2 separate regions of the Rattus norvegicus genome follow, and region 2 is linked to region 1. The links are chromatin contacts, called in public Hi-C maps. All regions are on one chromosome and are shown on one strand. Each heading gives the region's core, a stretch centred on a gene start, on an enhancer-like site or on the middle of the called end of the contact. The rest is flanking DNA. Distances are from core to core; before and after follow the strand shown. Region 1 overlaps Prex1 (phosphatidylinositol-3,4,5-trisphosphate-dependent Rac exchange factor 1). Region 2 holds the start of Prex1 (phosphatidylinositol-3,4,5-trisphosphate-dependent Rac exchange factor 1).

Region 1 (2,700 bases), core at 92-2,591:
ACCCCTGGAACTCTAGTGAGACCCAGTGGTCACCATTCTCCCGAGGTGCTTAGCAAACAGCTCGGAGTTCCTCTCAGAAATACCTCTTTGGGCCCCGTAGGTTCACACAGCAATGTCACTTTGGGTGTGGGTCCCTGAGTTTTCAGGATGGCAGTCTGTCTCCTTGGACCCTGGTTCTGTTCTGCCTTTACCCAGAGAAACCTGAGTTCGGCTGAGTTCTGAATTCAACAGGGATTTCTCACCATTTACCATGTAGGTCGTAGGTCCCAGGGATCAAACGGGGTTGGGTGCAGAAGCCGCCTCCTTTGATGAGACATCCCTCTGACTGCCTCTCTAAACCAATTTTATTTTTTAAAGAATTATTTTATTTTACCTCTGTGTGTGTGTGTGTGTGTGTGTGTGTGTGTGTGTGTGTGTGTCTGTGTGTGTGAGTCCACATGCACGTGAATGTGGTTGCCAGAGGGGCCAGATTCCTGGGAGCTGGAGTCACTTGGAAGTGAACTCAGGTTCTTTGGAAGAGCAGCAGTTGTTAAACTGCACATTTGGACCCTCTCCCGCCCCCACACTTCACTTCCTTATCATTCATTCATTCATTCATTCATTCATTCATTCATGTATGCATATGCATGTACCATGCATGCATGGTGTATGTATGGAGGTCAAAAGGCCCTTGTGTCTGTCATTAGGTACCTTCTGTCTTTTGTTTGAGACAGAACTCTCACTGGTCCTTCTTCTAGGGATCTACCTGTCTCTGCCTCCCACCTCACCATCTCTGGGCTTATAGGTGCATATGCTATGCCTGGTTTTTTAGATGGGCTCTGAGGGTCCACAATCAGGTTCTCTCTCTTGCAAGGCAAATGCTTTACCCACTGAGCTGCCTGCCCCTCAGCCCTGGATTGTCTTTTTTTTTTTTTTTTGGCTAGTTTGGACATGGTTCCGCCATCTCTCCTTCCTGCCTTTGGGACGTGTCCTTGGGGACATGATGGCTCTGATCCAGTCATGATCCAGGCTGCTTTACGTGTGAGTGTGTCTGAGACCACATCGCCTGACCTAGATCACAAGGGCTTCCTTCTCTGTTCTCTTCCCTCGGTTGTACGGTCTTGGTTCTTCCATTTGGAATTCAGCCCACTGAGTTAGCACTTGGTAAGGAAGTGGCCTGGTTTGATGTTGCACTCCGATGCACCGCCCGGGCCTCCTTTCCCAGGAGTGCCCTTCACGGTTGAAAGTGAACAAGTCTATACATCGTGGGGTTCTCTCCGCTGCTCAGTTCTCTTCTGCCGCACTCCGCACCCCTAAGAGCTTGACGAGAGTACCTAGAGGAAGCACGCACAAGGGTGGCTCTTGGTTCTTGGAACTTCGTGGCGTGGGGCCAACACTCCCCTGTGGCCAGAGACACCAAAGTCTGCACTTCCCCTGCAGCTTGGCCCGTTACCAGCTTGTCCTTTATGCTTAGTTTCTGTTCCCACCCTCATTGCTGACCTCAGGCAGAAATAGGGGTAGGGGCAGTCAGCTGGGAAAGGGAACTGAGCCTTTCCTCCTTCTGAGTGCCCAGCATTGGCTGCCTGTGGGGACCGCTCTGAGAGTGGCTGAACTTCCAGCTCAGGCCGTAAGGGATAGGAGACAGGTGCTGTCTGTGAATAAGCTGCCGGCCATTCTGGCCCCCTGGGACTTTTGCGGGGGGTGGGGTGGGGGATGACCAAAGTGTGGCTGGTGCTTGGTTGATCCCTTGTTGTCCTGAGCAAGCTGGTGGCTCTGAGTTTAGATCCCAGCCCCTCCCCCCCAGTGGCTTTGGCTGCCACCAGTTTCCTTTGCTAGATAGCCTATGACCTGTCTTTCAAGCCAAGCCAGGGGACTCAGGGTGAGGCTGAGGCTGAGGAGGGACTGACCCGTGCTTATCCAGTTAGTGGCCAGAGCCACGCTGGTACCCGTGCAGGAGAGGCAGGGGACATTGACTGTGAACACAGGAAATAGAGAAGGGTATGGTGGCAAAGCCGGGGCTGTCTGGTGGGTGGGGTGTCTGGTTCAGGAAACTTCTCTGATGCTGTCCTAGTGCCCTGACTGAGGAAGTCGAGGGCCTGGCACAGGCACTGTCACCTCAGCATCATCACCACCGCTGCTGGCCCCTGAGCCTCCTCCACGGCTCACCTACCACACCTGGTGATGGCTGACTGGGATCTTTTGGTTGAGATCGGCCAGGAGGTGAGTTGGTAGAGTGATAGACTAGGATGCAGGAAGCCCTGACTTCTGCCCTCGGCACTGCACAAACTGACCGTGGTGACACACGCCTTTAATCCCAGCTCTCAGGATGCAGGGGCCGGAGGGTCAGGAGTTTAGGATTCTTCAATGACAAGTGTGAGGCTAGCCTGGTCTTCATGGAGCCACGTCCCTGGAAAACACTGTCCAGCCCTGATAACGTTCCTGCCTGTGTCTGAGACAAGGGTCAACTGATGGCAGCTGGGCTGGATGCTTTATGCACTCTGTCTTGTGTCCTCTGGGCGAGAGGCCTGTTCGTTTATTCAGGGTGAGCCTTGAACACATACGTAAGACAAGTGGTTATCACTGAGCCATGCACGAGCCCCAGGGGGCATTTCCCCCTGTCCATTTCACTAAGAAAGCTGGGGCAACCAGGGTCTGTGGCCACCTCTGTGGCCTGCCCATCTCCCTGTTCTGTGACCACCCCCGACCCCAGTCACCTGCCAT
Region 2 (2,700 bases), core at 128-2,627, 90 kb before region 1:
ACTCATTCCATATCCAATACCTGATGGGCTCACCACTTTATATCCATATACCCAGAAAACCTCGCTCATGCCAAAGCCCACGTCAAATGTCACTGTGCCCAAGGCCCCAAAGGAACAAGGCAGCAGCTACCACAGTCTCTTCTAACCTTGCACAAAAGACTGTTTTACTCCAAGGCCCTAGAGAACTATTCCAGGCATTTCGAAGGGAAGTAAATAGGCGATAATGTTCCTGCCCCAGAGATGATGACACTCTAGAGAGGTTATTTCGTGAAACAGGGACTGACTCCATAGGAGATAATAGATCTGAGGCGGGGCAGGTAGGGTCTGAACATGCAGTTTAGAGGCGGGGTCAAGAGGGCAGTTGACAAAGGCAGGAATAATTAAGAGCAGAGATAAGACTTTCTAGGTTGTTAAAATCCCTTTCCAGGGTCTATGGTCCCTAAAAAGTTAGGTGTTGCTGTTCTTTCCATTGTACGTTGAGGCAAACCTTTAGGCTTTAGGCGGAGTGGAGATGCTAACAAGGTCATCGGTGAGTGGCTGAATCCTAGAAGCTGAAGGGATCCCAGTGCCTATCGAGGGTCCACACTCTACTGTAAAGGGGGGCGGGGTGAGAACGTTAGCTGAAAGTTTGCAAGATCAAGGTCACACTGAGCAGCCTGCCGGCTGGTAGCAAAATTCCCATTTTGGCCTTATCTCAGGTGGGTATGAGGGCTGCCTCTTGTAGAGATCATCCAAACGGGCACCTCTGCTTAGGGATGGGGAGCGCTGGGACAGTAAGCGCAGAGCTCCGAGGGAAAGAAACAGAAGGGAGGAAAAAGATGCATCCAGAGTTCTTCAAGGTCGCCGCAGGCCCAGGGCATAAGCGGCCCTGTCGGTGGGAGCGTCGAACAGCTCTTCTGGGCGTCAGGCGATGCGCGTGGTGGTCGCTGATCCGACCCCTACAGATCACCCACTGGGCGCTTCCTACGCGTGGGTGGCGCGAGCTGCTCTTGCAGACCTACTCAATGAGTCTTGGCCTATAGACTAAGCAGAGCCAGGACCTGAGGGGCGTCCGAAGCGACGCGTCTCCCGCTCCGAACTCTGCCTGTGCGGCGCACGCACGAACCGGCTCTTGGCTGACGCTCCCTGGCAGCCGGGTGGTGGCTCCGCCCAATCCCTGCCCAATACCACAAGCCTCCGCCCTAGCTCCTTCTATTCTCCATTAGGCCCCGCCCAGTTTTTTCATAAGGTCCCGCCCCAACCCCGTCCATTTTCTACAGGGACCCCCCCCCGCCCTCTCGCAAATTAACCCCGCCTCCTTACCCGCCCAACTCCCCGCCCTCTCCACCAAGGCTCCGCCCCATTTTGCTATGGCTCCGCCCAAGTTCCGCCCCCGCTCCGCCTGCCCCGGGCCCGCTGAGCGGCGCCTGTCCGGGATGCGGAGCCCGGACGCCTGAGCCGCGGCGCGACCTCGGCGCGGGAAGTTCGGGCGCCGCGCGGCGATGGAGGCGCCCGGCAGCGGTAGTGGCGATGGCGGCGGGGACCCAGGCGGGGACGGTGCGCATCCCGATGCTCGCGGTCCCAGCTCCGGGCCATGCGCGGCCGCCCGCGACTCGGAGCGCCAGCTGCGCCTCCGTCTGTGCGTACTCAACGAGATCCTGGCCACCGAGCGCGACTACGTGGGCACCTTGCGTTTCCTGCAGTCGGTGAGCTCCCGCCACCTGTGGCCGGCCGGCCCGCGCTGCGCTTTTGTCTGTGGTTCCCCGCCTTGTGCATAGTTTGAAAATGGTTACATCCGCGGGGCCGCTGCCCGGGGCCGCCCCGCTGGGGGGCCAGTGAAGGGAGAAGCCCGGACAGGGGCTCCTTAGCTGCATCGGGGACCTCTGGGCTCTGGAGCCTTACCCCAGCTCGAATTGCAGAGCTACAGCCTTAGACTGCAAAACAGCATCCGAGTGCGTCCGTGTACCACGCACCTTACACCGGTATCATCAGGCTGTCCCGTTAATGGGCTCATCAGTACGGCACTTATATTTTCTGATCCTTAAGATCAGGGAAGAGTTCGGCTCTAGAGAGGTTGAGTCCCTTGCTCTGGATAGTACTGCAGGCCGTGGGGTTGGATGCAAGGCGGTGACCCAGGGCAGCCCCGCGGGGGCTTTAAACACCGTTGCGTAGTTGCCCTGGTGTCTCTAGTGAGAATGAGGAAGGGGCCACTTCCCTACCCTCCTAGGAAGTGAGAAAACTGGAGGGGGTGAGATGGGCTGGTCTTGGAGACCTGAGGGCTTTAATCTCCGTGCCTCCTGCTGGGGCCGCTTTAACTCCCTTCTTGGGTTGGAGGAAGTCTTAGCCCTGATTCAGGAAGGCGTGTGTGTGTGTGTGTGTGTGTGTGTGTGTGTGTGTGTGTGTGTGTGTGTGTTTCAGAGACCCCCTCCACTCCCCAAATCACACTGGAGTTCTCTACATTTGGGAGAAAGAGACATTCAGTGGCTTAAGGATGCAGGGGAGTCTGTGTGAGGTCGGGGGTTCCCACTCCGGGAGGAGGGAGTACGAAGGGGGGCACGCTGTGTAGAAGCATTGAAAGACGTTTGGCCCAAGGATCCTTCTGGAAAGGCCTGTGAGAATAAGACAGGGTGGCTTTCTTTTCCATCTCTTCCTCTCTTACAGTTGTGTGTGTGTGTGTGTGTGTGGGGGGGGGGGAGAGAGAGAGAGAGAGAGAGAGAGAGA

Evidence for each region. Hi-C and Micro-C count contacts between places; a contact is called where the count stands out from the background.
Region 2: a contact with region 1 is called in a Hi-C map of liver, with 1.8 times the contacts expected there. The contact joins the promoter of Prex1 here to the enhancer-like site in region 1. A contact is called at or near these places in 4 of 12 Hi-C or Micro-C datasets (Schwann cells, liver and prefrontal cortex).

What each region holds. Positions count from the first base shown.
Region 1 is chr3:175,784,377-175,787,076 of GRCr8, reverse strand. The region is part of intron 5 of Prex1 (phosphatidylinositol-3,4,5-trisphosphate-dependent Rac exchange factor 1); the gene reads left to right. Among named protein-coding and RNA genes, the nearest start is that of Rnu6-760, 76 kb to the left of the region's middle. Within about 2 kb of position 1,341, at least 9 of the 93 cell types and tissues checked have an H3K27ac peak or open chromatin away from gene starts, as enhancers often do. A contact at or near this core is called in liver, where this site is marked.
Region 2 is chr3:175,874,441-175,877,140 of GRCr8, reverse strand. It overlaps Prex1 (phosphatidylinositol-3,4,5-trisphosphate-dependent Rac exchange factor 1), which reads left to right and starts at 1,377. Exons shown (of 40, transcript NM_001135718.2): 1 at 1,377-1,685. The coding sequence starts at 1,482.